Linked DNA regions of Sus scrofa: regions 2 and 3 are each linked to region 1. Evidence: chromatin contacts called from public HiChIP or PLAC-seq data. All regions are on one chromosome and are shown on one strand. Each heading gives the region's core, a stretch centred on a gene start, on an enhancer-like site or on the middle of the called end of the contact. The rest is flanking DNA. Distances are from core to core; before and after follow the strand shown.

The links. HiChIP or PLAC-seq counts read pairs in DNA pulled down with a chosen protein or histone mark.
Region 2: an H3K27ac HiChIP or PLAC-seq map of alveolar macrophages shows a contact between it and region 1. The contact joins two enhancer-like sites. A contact is called at or near these places in 3 of 47 Hi-C or Micro-C datasets (alveolar macrophages, liver and skeletal muscle) and 1 of 2 datasets of contacts at active chromatin or transcription factors (alveolar macrophages).
Region 3: a contact with region 1 is called in an H3K27ac HiChIP or PLAC-seq map of alveolar macrophages. The contact joins two enhancer-like sites. A contact is called at or near these places in 3 of 47 Hi-C or Micro-C datasets (alveolar macrophages, embryonic fibroblasts and mesenteric adipose tissue) and 1 of 2 datasets of contacts at active chromatin or transcription factors (alveolar macrophages).

The regions. Positions count from the first base shown.
Region 1 is chr8:88,448,350-88,452,419 of Sscrofa11.1, reverse strand. No RefSeq gene overlaps it. Among named protein-coding and RNA genes, the nearest start is that of SLC7A11, 160 kb to the left of the region's middle. Within about 2 kb of position 1,314, at least 3 of the 83 cell types and tissues checked have an H3K27ac peak or open chromatin away from gene starts, as enhancers often do. A contact at or near this core is called in alveolar macrophages, where this site is marked.
Region 2 is chr8:88,547,080-88,551,362 of Sscrofa11.1, reverse strand. No RefSeq gene overlaps it. Among named protein-coding and RNA genes, the nearest start is that of SLC7A11, 59 kb to the left of the region's middle. Within about 2 kb of position 2,177, at least 8 of the 83 cell types and tissues checked have an H3K27ac peak or open chromatin away from gene starts, as enhancers often do. A contact at or near this core is called in alveolar macrophages, where this site is marked.
Region 3 is chr8:88,566,430-88,570,788 of Sscrofa11.1, reverse strand. No RefSeq gene overlaps it. Among named protein-coding and RNA genes, the nearest start is that of SLC7A11, 39 kb to the left of the region's middle. Within about 2 kb of position 2,353, at least 1 of the 83 cell types and tissues checked has an H3K27ac peak or open chromatin away from gene starts, as enhancers often do. A contact at or near this core is called in alveolar macrophages, where this site is marked.

The sequences.
Region 1 (4,070 bases), core at 65-2,564:
GATGCCACTGGGTAGGAACATGGGTTCTGGAGTCAGACTGCCTTGGTTCAAGCTTCACACCACTAACCAGCTGTGTGAACTTAGCAGGTTAATTATGCTCAGTTAGGCCTGGGTTCCCCCAACTGTGAATGAGGACACAATGATACTGACCTGGTAGCCCGCCCAGGAAACTACAGAAGAGTGCCTGGCTTATAATAAGCACTCAAAAATATTACTTAGGATTATTTGTAGCTTTCCTACTGTGTTATAATATAGTTTAACTATATTTTCATAACAAACAAAATTATTGATATTTAACAGCTACTTAACAGATAGACATGGTGGTTTTAGTGGCTGGGAATCTCATTAAATAGGTTCCTAATAGTCAGCTGATATTTAGTGAGCATATTAGTGGCCTTATTGCTTTTAAATTAAGCTCTTATTTCAACCATTTAATTTCTGTTTATAACATACTTCCAGCCTTTTTACAAAAAAAGAAAAAACATATAAAACTTCTCTTATAAAAGAATAATGATATCTATTGATCTGTTTTCTTCCTTGTTTTTATTGACTACTTAAATCCTTAGAAGCATTTGGGCAAAGATACTTTGAGCTGTTCAATCCTGCTAGGTCGTATGCTGTTGTGAAATTATTTTCTGCCCAACCACAAATACAATATACTTGTATAACTTCCTCTTTTACATTTCCAGTTTCTGATTCACAGACAATCACATGCAGATTCTCTTTATTTGGCAACACAACTTCTATCTTTATGTTCTTCTTTCTTTTCCCGGATGTCTTTTCCCATTGTGATGACTTCAATCCCATCATTTCTATACCTGTCTACTTGCAATATCAATATTATCTTAATACTGTGTTTATCTGTACTTTCTTCTACCCCATACATCCTGTCAGTATAAACTTTTTCCCCTAGATTGACTAACCAGCCTGGTTTAACGTACTGTTTATTTGTCCGTCTTCGGTTGAATATTACACATTTATCAGGCACTGAATAAAATGCATGGCTTGTGCCAAAGTAATAAAGGATCATATTCTACTAGAAAAAGACACATGTACTAATCATACAGCCAAGAGCAAGCTGACCCTGCTTGAGATCTTGCAGCAAAGTGCAGAAACTCACAAAGCTCTCACAAAAGAGTCAACAATAAACATCTATTAGGTTGTCAGCTGTAAACACCTGCCAAGATGCTGCATCACCGCATGAGGAGCCGTGAAATAATGTCCTCACTGTCTTTTTTTACCTCTTCTTCTTCTTCACTCCCAACCCTTGAAGAGTCAGAAACTTCTATGGGTGAGTCAGAGAAGAAAGGAGAAGAAGATTAGGTAATAAATCTCTCCAACCCCCACTTCAAATCCAGGCTTCCATCTGAGCTGCTAGACAGGAAGAAGCCTCAACATTAACACCAAACAAAAGTTTTTATTATGACATGCAACTGACAGTAAAATTGCTAAACTCAGACAGTTGTCTATGATCTGAAGTTACCAGAAAACCATATTTCCCAAGAGTTATGAGAAAAGCCATGGAGCCTGCCTAACTTTTCGTACAGGGATGGGAAAGTCTCATTCCACAGACCATGTTTAAAAGGATAGAGGGAGGCCAAGTCAAGACTGCTTTCTGGCTGGAGGATGCAAGTCATAGCAGTTCAATGTGGCAGTTGCTTTTTAAGAGAAAATGGTGGACTTCCCAGTGTGGCTTAGTGATAATGAACCTGACTAGTAACCATGAGGACTCAGGTTTGATCCCTTGCCCAGTTCAATGGGTTAAGGATCAGGTGTCACTGCGAGTTGTGGTGCAGGTCACAAACCAGACTCAGCTTGGATCTGGCATTGCTGTGGCTGTGGTGTAGGGCTGTGGCTGCAACTCAAATTCAACCCTTAAGCTTGAGGACTTCCATATGCCGCACTACAGAGCTTAAAAAAGAAAAAAAAAAGAGAGAGAATGGTGATACCAGGGGCCAAAATTGCTTCCCCAGGAAAGGATATGCAAAGGAAAGGGGCAGAGCGTAACTCAGCAAATTGTCTTGAAACAGGGAAGCCATCCTGAAAAGGAACCATGTCAGTTGTCACCACTGGGTCAAGGACTGCTAGTCACTCCTTCATGTCTGATCTATACCTAGGGACATAGGAAGTCACCAGACTTCAAATAGCTCCATTTTCCTGAGCTGCTGAGAAGGAATCATCTAACATGCCTCTCCCTTGCCTTCCAGGAAGGTAAAGATTCTCGTGAAGAATTATTATAATTATCCTTTTAAATAATAACTTAGGCATTAATGGAAACATTAGTCTTCTGCATGATAATATTGCCATCACTTAAAGACACAACTTATGACAGCAAAACCGCCCAGAGAAGAGGCTCTAAATCAATGCAAAATAACAAAAGGATAGAAAACATATCCCTGGAGACATACCAAGAACTGCACATTGTTTTGCATTTATTAAAATGCAGATGTAAGCATGAGGCATAAAATTACAATATTAAACCAAGAACTTAAATTATAGAGTATCATATAAGATTATAACTTTGCTTTCCTTTAGGGAAACAATGGGGGCAGGAAATGTCATTTTGAGACTATTCACTAGTGATTTGAAGGTGTCTAGCACAATATTTGGCCTTATTTTTTTTTTCTTTTTATGGCCATGGCACATGGAAGTTCCTAGGCTAGGGGTTGAACTGGGGCTGCAGCCGAGGCCTATGCCACAGCCATGAGCCATGACAACACCAGATCCAAGCAGCATCTGCAACCTACACCACAGCTTATGGCAATGCCAGAACCTTAACCCACTGAGTGAGGCCAGGGATTGACCCTACATCCCATGGATATTAGTCAGGTTCTTAACCCACTGAGCCACAACAGCAAATCCATGGCATTTATTTTTTAATGAATAAAAAAGGACAAAAGGATCTCCTATCATTCAAGAAAAAGAATTAGACCCTGCATGTTTTGAAATAATATCCAAAATCCAAAATTACATTTTAACTCCTCAAAATAGCCCAGGTGGGCACCTTATTCCACAGAGGTTAAGACCTCAATGTCTGTTTTACTCCAATGAAACAGGTAATCTACTTTTAAAAATTATCTAATGTGTGCATAAGATATATGAGCATTTGCTTCGTTTATTTTAAATAGACACTTCCTAACTGACTGTATCTTATTTCTTAGGCCTTAAAGAACCACACCCTAGAGGCAGTACACTATAGGGAACTATTTTGGGGGGCGAAGAGCCTTAATGTGAATTAGAACTCTTGCTCCATCACATTTCAGACATGCCCCAGCTTGTGTAGCTTTCAAAAGCTTTAATAATAGCAATTCCATTTAATTTGTAAGTTCCTAAGAAGATACGACAAGACGGTGAACATGAAATTGTATGAAGATTTATAAAGTAATATAAAATAGTGATGTATTTTATTTTTTCAACAGTATTTCAGTGAAGAATATCTAACCTAGTAAAGGACAAAGAAGACAAACAGAAAAGTAAAAGAGAGAGAGAAGGTACAAGGTTATGGACAAGGACAACATCTCTCTCCTTACCTTTCTTACTCTAAAAGTAAATACAGAACGCTACAAAGAATAAGTAGCAGTAATTTAAAGAAAGAAAGGGTCCCTTTAAGATGAAATCACAAAGGCCTAGGGCAAATTCTCAACCCACCTGTTTTCACAAGCCAGGGATAACCCGTTAGTTTCTCTATGTGATTTACCATGGTGGCTCTTCCAAGGCCTCTTTCCTTCACCTTGATATGACCTCTCCTCCAAGGGCGTGGCCACTCCTCCAAGGGCGTGGCTGAGAGTTTTTGTTCAAATAATTCAATGTCTGGATGTATTCCCCAGATTCCTGATGTTTAATTCCAGCAAAGATATATTTTACTTCCTCCATTCCAATTCTGCATCAAGATAAAACTCTGTTTCCTTCAGTTCCATCTTTAGAGTTTTGCCTTAACTGTAATAATTTTCATCTGCAATTTGATCATTCTTAACTCTCTAGCAGTAGTTTGCATTTTTTGGAAGTCCCACCACAAAAACAAAATAGTTTCTGAAAATTCTTTTCTTAATGGTATTTTCCAGATTTTTAAC
Region 2 (4,283 bases), core at 928-3,427, 98 kb before region 1:
CAATGGGGCAAACTCAGTCCACTGCCTTTTTTTTAAAGGCTAGATTTAAAGGAACATAGGATTGTTACTTAATTTACTAATATAGCCATTGAGAGAGACACTCTATGGCCTACAGAGACTGAAATGATTTCTGTCTGGCCCTTGACTGAAAAAGTTTGGCAACCCTTGATCTAGAAAAAGTTAAAATTTGAATAACTCATGTTTTTAAATAAAATTCTGTGAATTGAGACCCATCTAATTTTTTAAAAATGTCTTCTAGAAAGCCAATGTAGCAGACTTCACTTCTCTTCTTTGCCTAGTCCTTTGAGTGAAAAGTACACGTCTGTACTTAGAGGTAATTGCACCTCAAAAGTCAAGACCACTTAACTGTTAAATTAGAATTGGGGGTAGAGATATAAAATGCTTTAAATAAAATGGAGATTAATTAGGAATTCAAATGTGTTAACATTATGCAAATGGTCAATTAAATAACTAATTACATTGAAAAATTAATTGCCTGATTAAGTAGATGACCACACCCCACCACATATCCTTTCTCAGCCCACACAGGTGTTCCATGTCTCCTAGACTTCAAAACTGATTTGGCATTCATATTTAATGACCAGAATAGCCAGACACATTTTTTAATTGTTCAATTATCTATTCATTCTACAAGCATATAACAAATGACAATTTTGTGCTGGAAACTATGTTAGCATTTAGGAGTAGAGTAAAAAAAAGATGGTCCCTGACCTCAAAAAGCTCACTTTTCTCCCATTCTCACTTCTTATATGTTTTAGGTCTTATTCCACAATCTACATATCCCTATGGCATCTAGTTTACACAACAAGCCCTCCATATCTGTGGACGTGGAACCCATAGACAGAGGTCCTACTGAATCTTTATAACAGAATGGACAAAAAGGAAAAGCTGCCTATTACAAATGATATTGGAGGAAGATGTGCTTGGTTGGAAAAACACTTGTCTGGGCCCACTGGTTGTGCTCAGGCAGGCTCTCACTTTGGTGTGGAGGAAAGAGGTTAAAGTTAAAAGGGGCAAATTTATTCTGTATAACTCAGGACCATCAACTTTTGATTCCTCCTGATGACATAGAAACTTTTCCCTAACATTTGTGAAATAGAGATTTAAGATTGATTTTGGTTAGGCTGAGAGTGAACTCCAGCAATATGGGGGAAGTCTGGGACCCAAAGAAATACATGAGTGAGGGATTTCCATATACCAAGAATATCTGTCCAAAGTGAGGAATTTCAGAATAACATCTAATAATCAAGTTGGTCTCTTATTCTGTACTGTAATGAACTTCTACTGTTTCTGGATTTCTAGTTACTAACTGCCTTAGGTCATTGGTTCTTTTGGGAAATGAGGGAGCAATGTCCACACTTAGGGTAGAACCCAAAGAACCAGGAAGAAACAGGATACAATGAAATGTAAATCCAAAATAAGAGTTTGGAGTTGAAGATGTAGGCAGGAATCTGTTGGCAGAGTGTAAGTGCCAGGAGTCAGAAATTCTCATAAACTCTAGAGATGACACTCAAACCCTCACAGTATGTGGCATGGAGTCCTGAATGTTTTATTTGGACATAAATGAAAAAGCCCCCAAGAAGTCTTGAAGACTTGGATACTTCAAGTTTATTATTATGAACCTGATTTCTGCCTCACGCTATACTTATTTAGATCACATAGACCTCCCCCAATGGAGTATAAGCACACATCATTCATATTTCTCCTATACCAATTTAGTGTATTATAGAGCAGGGGAATTAAATTAAAGAGGGAAAAGATTTCAAAAGCAGCAGGAAGACTGCATTAAAATCATGATCCTTGTTTCAATGTAAGAAGCAATACAGAATTGGCTGAGGGTTAAATAAATTACTTTCATCTAGTTGAATTTCCCCAATTGAAAAAAAAAAACAAAACAAAAAAACAGTTTCTCTTACAGTTAGGAGTGAGGGAGGGTGGGAAGTGTGTCAGGGAGTGGATGTTCGGAAGAGTTGTGAACAGGAGTTGAAAAATGGAAAGAACTTTTTCTGTAGCAAAACCTCATGCTGGGAGGGGGAAGAAAATGAAAGGAGGGAATCTATTTACCTTTTGAGTAAAGAGAAAATAGGTATCCCTTATGCTAATTCTGTAACAGAGAACAAACAAACCTGACTCATGTTGACTCTGTTCCTTTAAACTTTGTGCTTTGTTTACTCTGCTTAGTCATGCTGACTCTGCACCTTTGTAAAGGATTGTTACCTATGGCCTAAAATATACAGAACAGCCCATTCTCAAGGCATAACACTTTTCAGTTCATACAAAGATAAAAAGTTACTCAAGAGAGAATAACATTTATCCTTTGGGAAGTTTATAGGAACATTGTGACCAGATCTTCATGGACAGCTGCAAGAACAAAGGATTCTAATACCAAGAAATTTGTAGCAACCAACCATGCCCCCTCCACTTTCAGTATAAAAGTCTGAATTCTAACTCCAGTATGGTTTGGGTTTGGGGGTGGGGGTGGGGGCACTAGTTTACTATCCTCTCAGTCAGCTGGCTTTCTGAATAAAGTCTCTATTCCTGGAGTTCCCATTGTTTCTCAGCTGGAACCTGATATAGAGTGTGTGAGGATGCAGTTCAACCCTGGCCTCGCTCAGTGGGTTAAGGATCCCACATTGCTGTGGCTGTGGTGTAGGTCACTGCTGCAGCCCTGATTCGACCCCTAGCCCAGGAACTTCCTTATGCTGCAGGTATAGCTATAAAAAGAAAAATAAATACATGGGAAAAAAGTCTCTATTCCTTGCCTCAACAACTGGTCTTTTGATTTATTGCCCTGTTGTGCAGTGAGAACACAAGCATGGCCGTGGGAACAATTTGACTTATTCTGTGGATCATATACAATATGGACCAGAGATTTGTCAACATGACTATACAATACCGAGAATATATGCTCAGGTTCAACCTCTGGACGTTCTGATACTTTTGGTCTGAGTATAACTTTGATATTTGTATTTTTACTGTATTTCCCACAATACACTGAAATCCTAGAGGAAAGTTTCTACTCAAATTGGTCTTTTTAATCCCTAGTCTCACATGATTACTGAATAAATTAATGTGTTCACCATGTAATACCTGCCTCTTTCCTTCAGAAATTTGAAATTTATCAATAAAGATAGGTTAATATAATTTTCACTCTGTTCTCCCTTAAATGAATCCTAAAATGCCAGTGTTTTATTTACCTATACCAAAAAAAAAAAAAAATTAGAAAAAGAAAAGGAAATCTGGATTTTCCCATGTAAACTCTTCATGTGTTGTTTTAACTTAAATGTAATAATGTCAATTTCTGGCATATAAATAAGTGGTTCTGTTTCATATGGTAATATAATAAAGGTGGCTTCGGTACTTTCATTATCTTTTTGTGGTATTCTAACTTGGGGCATCAGCTTTAACAACTTAATTAATACATTTTTAACAAAGCTAAGGATGGGAACATTGTTGCAAAGCTCATTTTCTGATAGAAGATAGCAGAAAAGTTTGGAGTCCACGCAATACCCACAAATGCTGTGACATAAGAGTTCCAATGATTTGAAAATTTTGGAGGAGAAAAAAGTCTATTTCAATACCCCAAATGAAAAAGCACAATCCTGGAATAGGTCTACTCTCACCAAGCCAAAGCTTTCAGATTATTTCTGTAATATTGCTACCAATGTTTCCAAGATGTAGACTTAGTTTTCAAGCACACACACACACACACACACACACACACACACACACACACCCCTTTTTGAAAGAGGATGCATTTGACAAATGTTGAGTATATTCTAAGTAGCTTATTTTCCATTAGAATAATAAGTACAAGTTATATTTTACAAATGATGTGTATTAAAAATGAGAAAATACTTCATTCAATTCCTAAATTCAGTTAACAATTGGTTTTTCTGCCTAAATGAAACTGTGGCACACTGACATTATGAGCATTGGCCTAAAGAAAGAAGAAATTCCTTGGAAATCAAGAGAACTGGGAGAAAGATCAGGATGACAGCAACTGTACACCTAGACCAGGTGCAATTAATTTAACAAGTTACCAGACCATCCAAAGGTCACAGCTGTTCAATACTTCATTTGGGTCCCATACAGTCCCAGCGTACTGCCCTGTCGCTCCTAGATTAACAAAAACTGAACAAGAGCAGCAAAGTAATAAAAAATAAACTGAAGGAGGAAAATTTGAACAGGTCTAAAGTTAACCAAGATAAGTCCCAAATTCACACTCTTCCAGAGAATAAGAATGAGTACACTGTATGTGT
Region 3 (4,359 bases), core at 1,104-3,603, 120 kb before region 1:
AGCACGCCAAGGAATGAACTCACATCTTCATGGATACTAGTGGGGCTCTTAACCCACTGATCCACAACGGGAACTCCAATCATATCCTTTTTTTTTTTTTTTTTTTTTTTTTTTTGTCTTTTTGCTATTTCTTGGGCCGCTCCTGTGGCATATGGAGGTTCCCAGGCTAGGGGTTGAATCGGAGCTGTAGCCACCGGCCTACGCCAGGGCCACAACAACGTGGGATCCAAGCCGCGTCTGCGACCTACACCACAGCTCACGGCAACGCTGGATCATTAACCCACTGAGCAAGGCCAGGGACCAAACCCGCAACCGCATGGTTCCTAGTCAGATTCGTTAACCACTGCACCACGACGGGAACTCCCATATCCTTTTCTTAAAGAGTTTCTACAAAATTGTATTAAGCTTCAGACTGGATGAAACCTGTATATTTTCCTAAGGTATGTATTAATAATTTTCCTTCATTTACATCTGAATAAGGATGCTGAAAGGAACTCTACCAATAGATTAAGATTGCTATAAAATCCCAAAATTGGGAACTATCAGTGCCAATTATCACACATATTCTAGAGAGTGCCCACCAACACATCTCCACAAGACCTACTACCTGAAACATCATGGCTGTCTAGCCTGACATAAAAGCAGATTCCAAAATTCAGAGAGAATCTAGAGTCATTAGTCTAAGTAGAGAATGGTACATGCCCTCCTTCCCTGCAGGTCCACCGTCCAAGCCTTCTCCATGTGCCCTGCCCTCAGAGGCAGCCTGTATGAGCTGCAACAATGGGTTCTCTTGCTCTCTGACTGTCTGTGGGTATAACTCTTAGGGAGAATGGGCAGGAGATGGTGGAGAAACAGGAGAGCTTTAGTGTTGCCAAGAGTTGGCTGTACCTATTGGGGGATGAACATAACTCCTGTTGGGTGACCTTCTCTCCACACAGCTCTGTCTCCAGCACCAGTAACCAGTCTCCCTAGTAGTTTAGCCTTAGGAGTAGTAGCTCCAAGAATTCAAAAGTACTGAATTCTCCTTCTCACACCTTTAAAAATAGTCCTTTTTTAATTAATTAAAAAATATTATTTTACTTTGATCATTTCATTGTAACTTTGATTTTTACTTTCTCACCTATAGGTTTTCCCGATTGAATTTTTCCCAATTTTTTGTAGTAAAATGTACAACATTGACTCTATTAACCACTTTTAAGTGTCCAGTTCAGTGGTATTAATGTTATTCGTGTCATTGCATAACCATCAATCACCACCATCTATCTCCAGAACTCTCCATCTTGCAAAATTAAAACATTAACTCCCTATTCTACCCTCCCCCCATTCTGCTTTCTGCCTCTAAAAAGATAACACATAGAATGGAAGAAAATATTTATACATCACATATCTAATAAGGGATTAATATCCAGAATACATGGAGAACTACTAAAACTCACCAACAAAAGCACTGACCATCTGTTTAACAAGTGGCAAAAAAGCTGGAATAGACATTTCTTCAAGGAAGATATACAAATATCCAGCAAACATGAAAAGATACTCAACATCACTAATCATTAACAAAATGCAAATCGAAACTACAATAAGATACAGCATCATAATTAGGAACATGTGGAAAAATTGGAACCCAGTGGAATGTTGGTAGTAATGTGAAATAGTACAGCTGCTGTGGAAAACAATATGGTGATTCCTTAAAAAAAATACAATTACCATATCCTCTAACAATACGCACAAGGGAATAGAAAGAGGGTATCAAAGAGATATTTTTCACACCCATGTTTATAAGAGCATTGACTACAAAGCTGAAACATGGCAGTAACCCATGTCCATCGACAGATGATAGATCAAAGGATAAACAAAACGCAGTGTATGCATACCTATATATCACTCAGCCTTAACTAAGAAGTCATTTTTTTTCCCCAAATCTCTCCTTATTTTGACCCATTTCAAATGTGGTATCTATTTATTATTGCCACTCAAACCAACATATCTACAAAAACGATGTGAGGAGGCTTTCAAGAAAACCACTCAAAGAGATTAGATGTCAGTAAAAAGGGGAAACAGGCTTTTTTTTTTTTTTTGTCTTTTTGTTGTTGCTATTTCTTGGGCCGCTCCCGTGGCATATGGAGGTTCCCAGGCCAGGGGTTGAATCGGAGCTGTAGCTACCGGCCTACGCCAGGGCCACAGCCACGCGGGATCCGGGCCGCGTCTGCAACCTACATCACAGGTCATGGCAACGCTGGATCGTTAATCCACTTAGCAAGGGCAGAGACCGAACACGCAACCTCATGGTTCCTAGTCGGATTCGTTAACCACTGCGCCACGACGGGAACTCCTCCGGAAACAGCCTTTTGAGTAACTTTGGACTTCTGCTTACTCAGAGATCTTCCCTCAACACTGTGGAGTCTCCTGCCAGAGGGAGGTGCTGGGGGCACTCAGAAGAGGTCAAACAGGAACACACTCTCCTGGTCAGGGAACTGAGCACTGGAAAGTCACCTGCAGGGCCTCCTAAGACTATGCACGTGCCCCATGAAATGGCCCCCATTTGTGCTCCTGCCACTCTGGGCAGCAAAGCAGAACCCTGAGAATCAATCAAGAGGGAATTGCATAGTATCATGTGCTCAGTCACACAAAAGACATTTTTCTTTTTCCTTTCCCCTTTTTCAAGCTCCAACACCCTGGAGAAGACAAAGGATGTAAAAGTAAGGGTAACAGATAAAATTCAGGATGCCCAGTTAAATTTGAATTTCAGATCAACAGCAGCAATAAAAAAAAAAATTAATATAAGTATGTACCAAACACTATTTGGGATATACTTATACTAAAAATAATTTATCTGAAATTCAATTTAACTGGGCATCTTGCTTTGCTTTTTGTTTTTTTGTTGTTGTTGTTATTGTTTTTGTTTTCTAAATCTGACAACCTAATGTAAGAGGAAGGAGACAGTGTCTCAGGATTAGAGCTTTTCCCATCCCTATCCACACACACAGTAAGGTTGATCAGTGAGGAGGAGGAGGAGAATTTTAGATCAGAAATGACACTGCATTTTCAGCTGTTCTAAACCACACTGAACTTTTTTTTTCCCCATGAAAAAAGAGACAGGACAGTTCTAGAGTCTGTCATAAGTCCTCTTAAAGGGTGACAAGGAGAAAAAGTAAAACAAGCCCATGTTTTGGGGCCCCACCAATTTCAGGTTTGTTCAATGAGACAATTAAATGTCCAGAATTTGATAAAATGTCCAAATACAAGCCTGGATTCTATGTGGAACATATCTATCTACACACAGATAACTACCACCCCTAGAAATAGATGCAATCTGTTTTTACAATAATGGCCAAGAATTTCGAGGACAGATGCAAGAATTTTGATGAGGATTCTCAGAGATCAAGGTGGCTTGGGAAATACCAGAAAGCTGAGATGGGGATGAAAACAAAGACTTTCCAGCCCCTCGTATAAAGCCCCTGTGCAGACAAAGTGCTTGGCTAGCCATTCATGTGGGAATAGCATGAAAGCAACCTTGTTAGAGCTTGCTGAAGATGCCTATTCCTCTGAGGCTCTGGGGACCTCTCATGAAAAAGGGAGGTCTAGAAAATAATACTTAAATTCCACCTCAGGTACTCAATTTTTTCGAAAGACTGAACCTCTTCTTGAAGAAAAAAATGAAAAACTGTGTAAGAATGGCCCACATCTTATGCCCTGATATCCTTCTTTAAAGTGCTTGGACTTGCCATCAGAAAAGAAGGCTCATCTAACAAGATGGATAGAAGAGTGTGTTCTCCAATCTTTTAAGAAAACTAGGAAGACACAAAAAGGCAGGGATTTCTGGACCTGTTTTTGGAGAACAAGCTGTGGAGCCTTAGTTAAAATAGACTATTGAGATATAAGCTTATTCTTCTTCTGAGGTTAATGAAGCTAATTTGGGGAAAGGAGAAGAGGGAGGTCAAAGTCAATGAAGACAGAAAGAGGGGAGAGAAAAGAAACTGTTTATAGCCATGAAGATCCCTGGTAGGGCTTTAAATGGAACATATGACTCCTTGCAATGTTGCTCAGTAATAACTTCAAAGACTTGAGACTCAGTGATCAGACAGGCTGACCCGGCTTCCTTGAATAACTGATCAGTTATTAGATGCCAATGTAGTATGGCATCTTCTCATGATCTGATGCAATACTCCCCAAAGGAAAAAAGCAATATTAAAGAGCTACCTTGCAGGGATATAGATTCACCTGCAGAAAATTATCAGAGAATCCCTTTCTGCATAAGCGGCATTTAAGATGAGGAGTCAGCCTTGAAAGCAGCAAAAGGGAAGAGCAACTCAGATGGAACAGTACATGATATGGCTTCAAAATAAAAAGCAGTTCTGC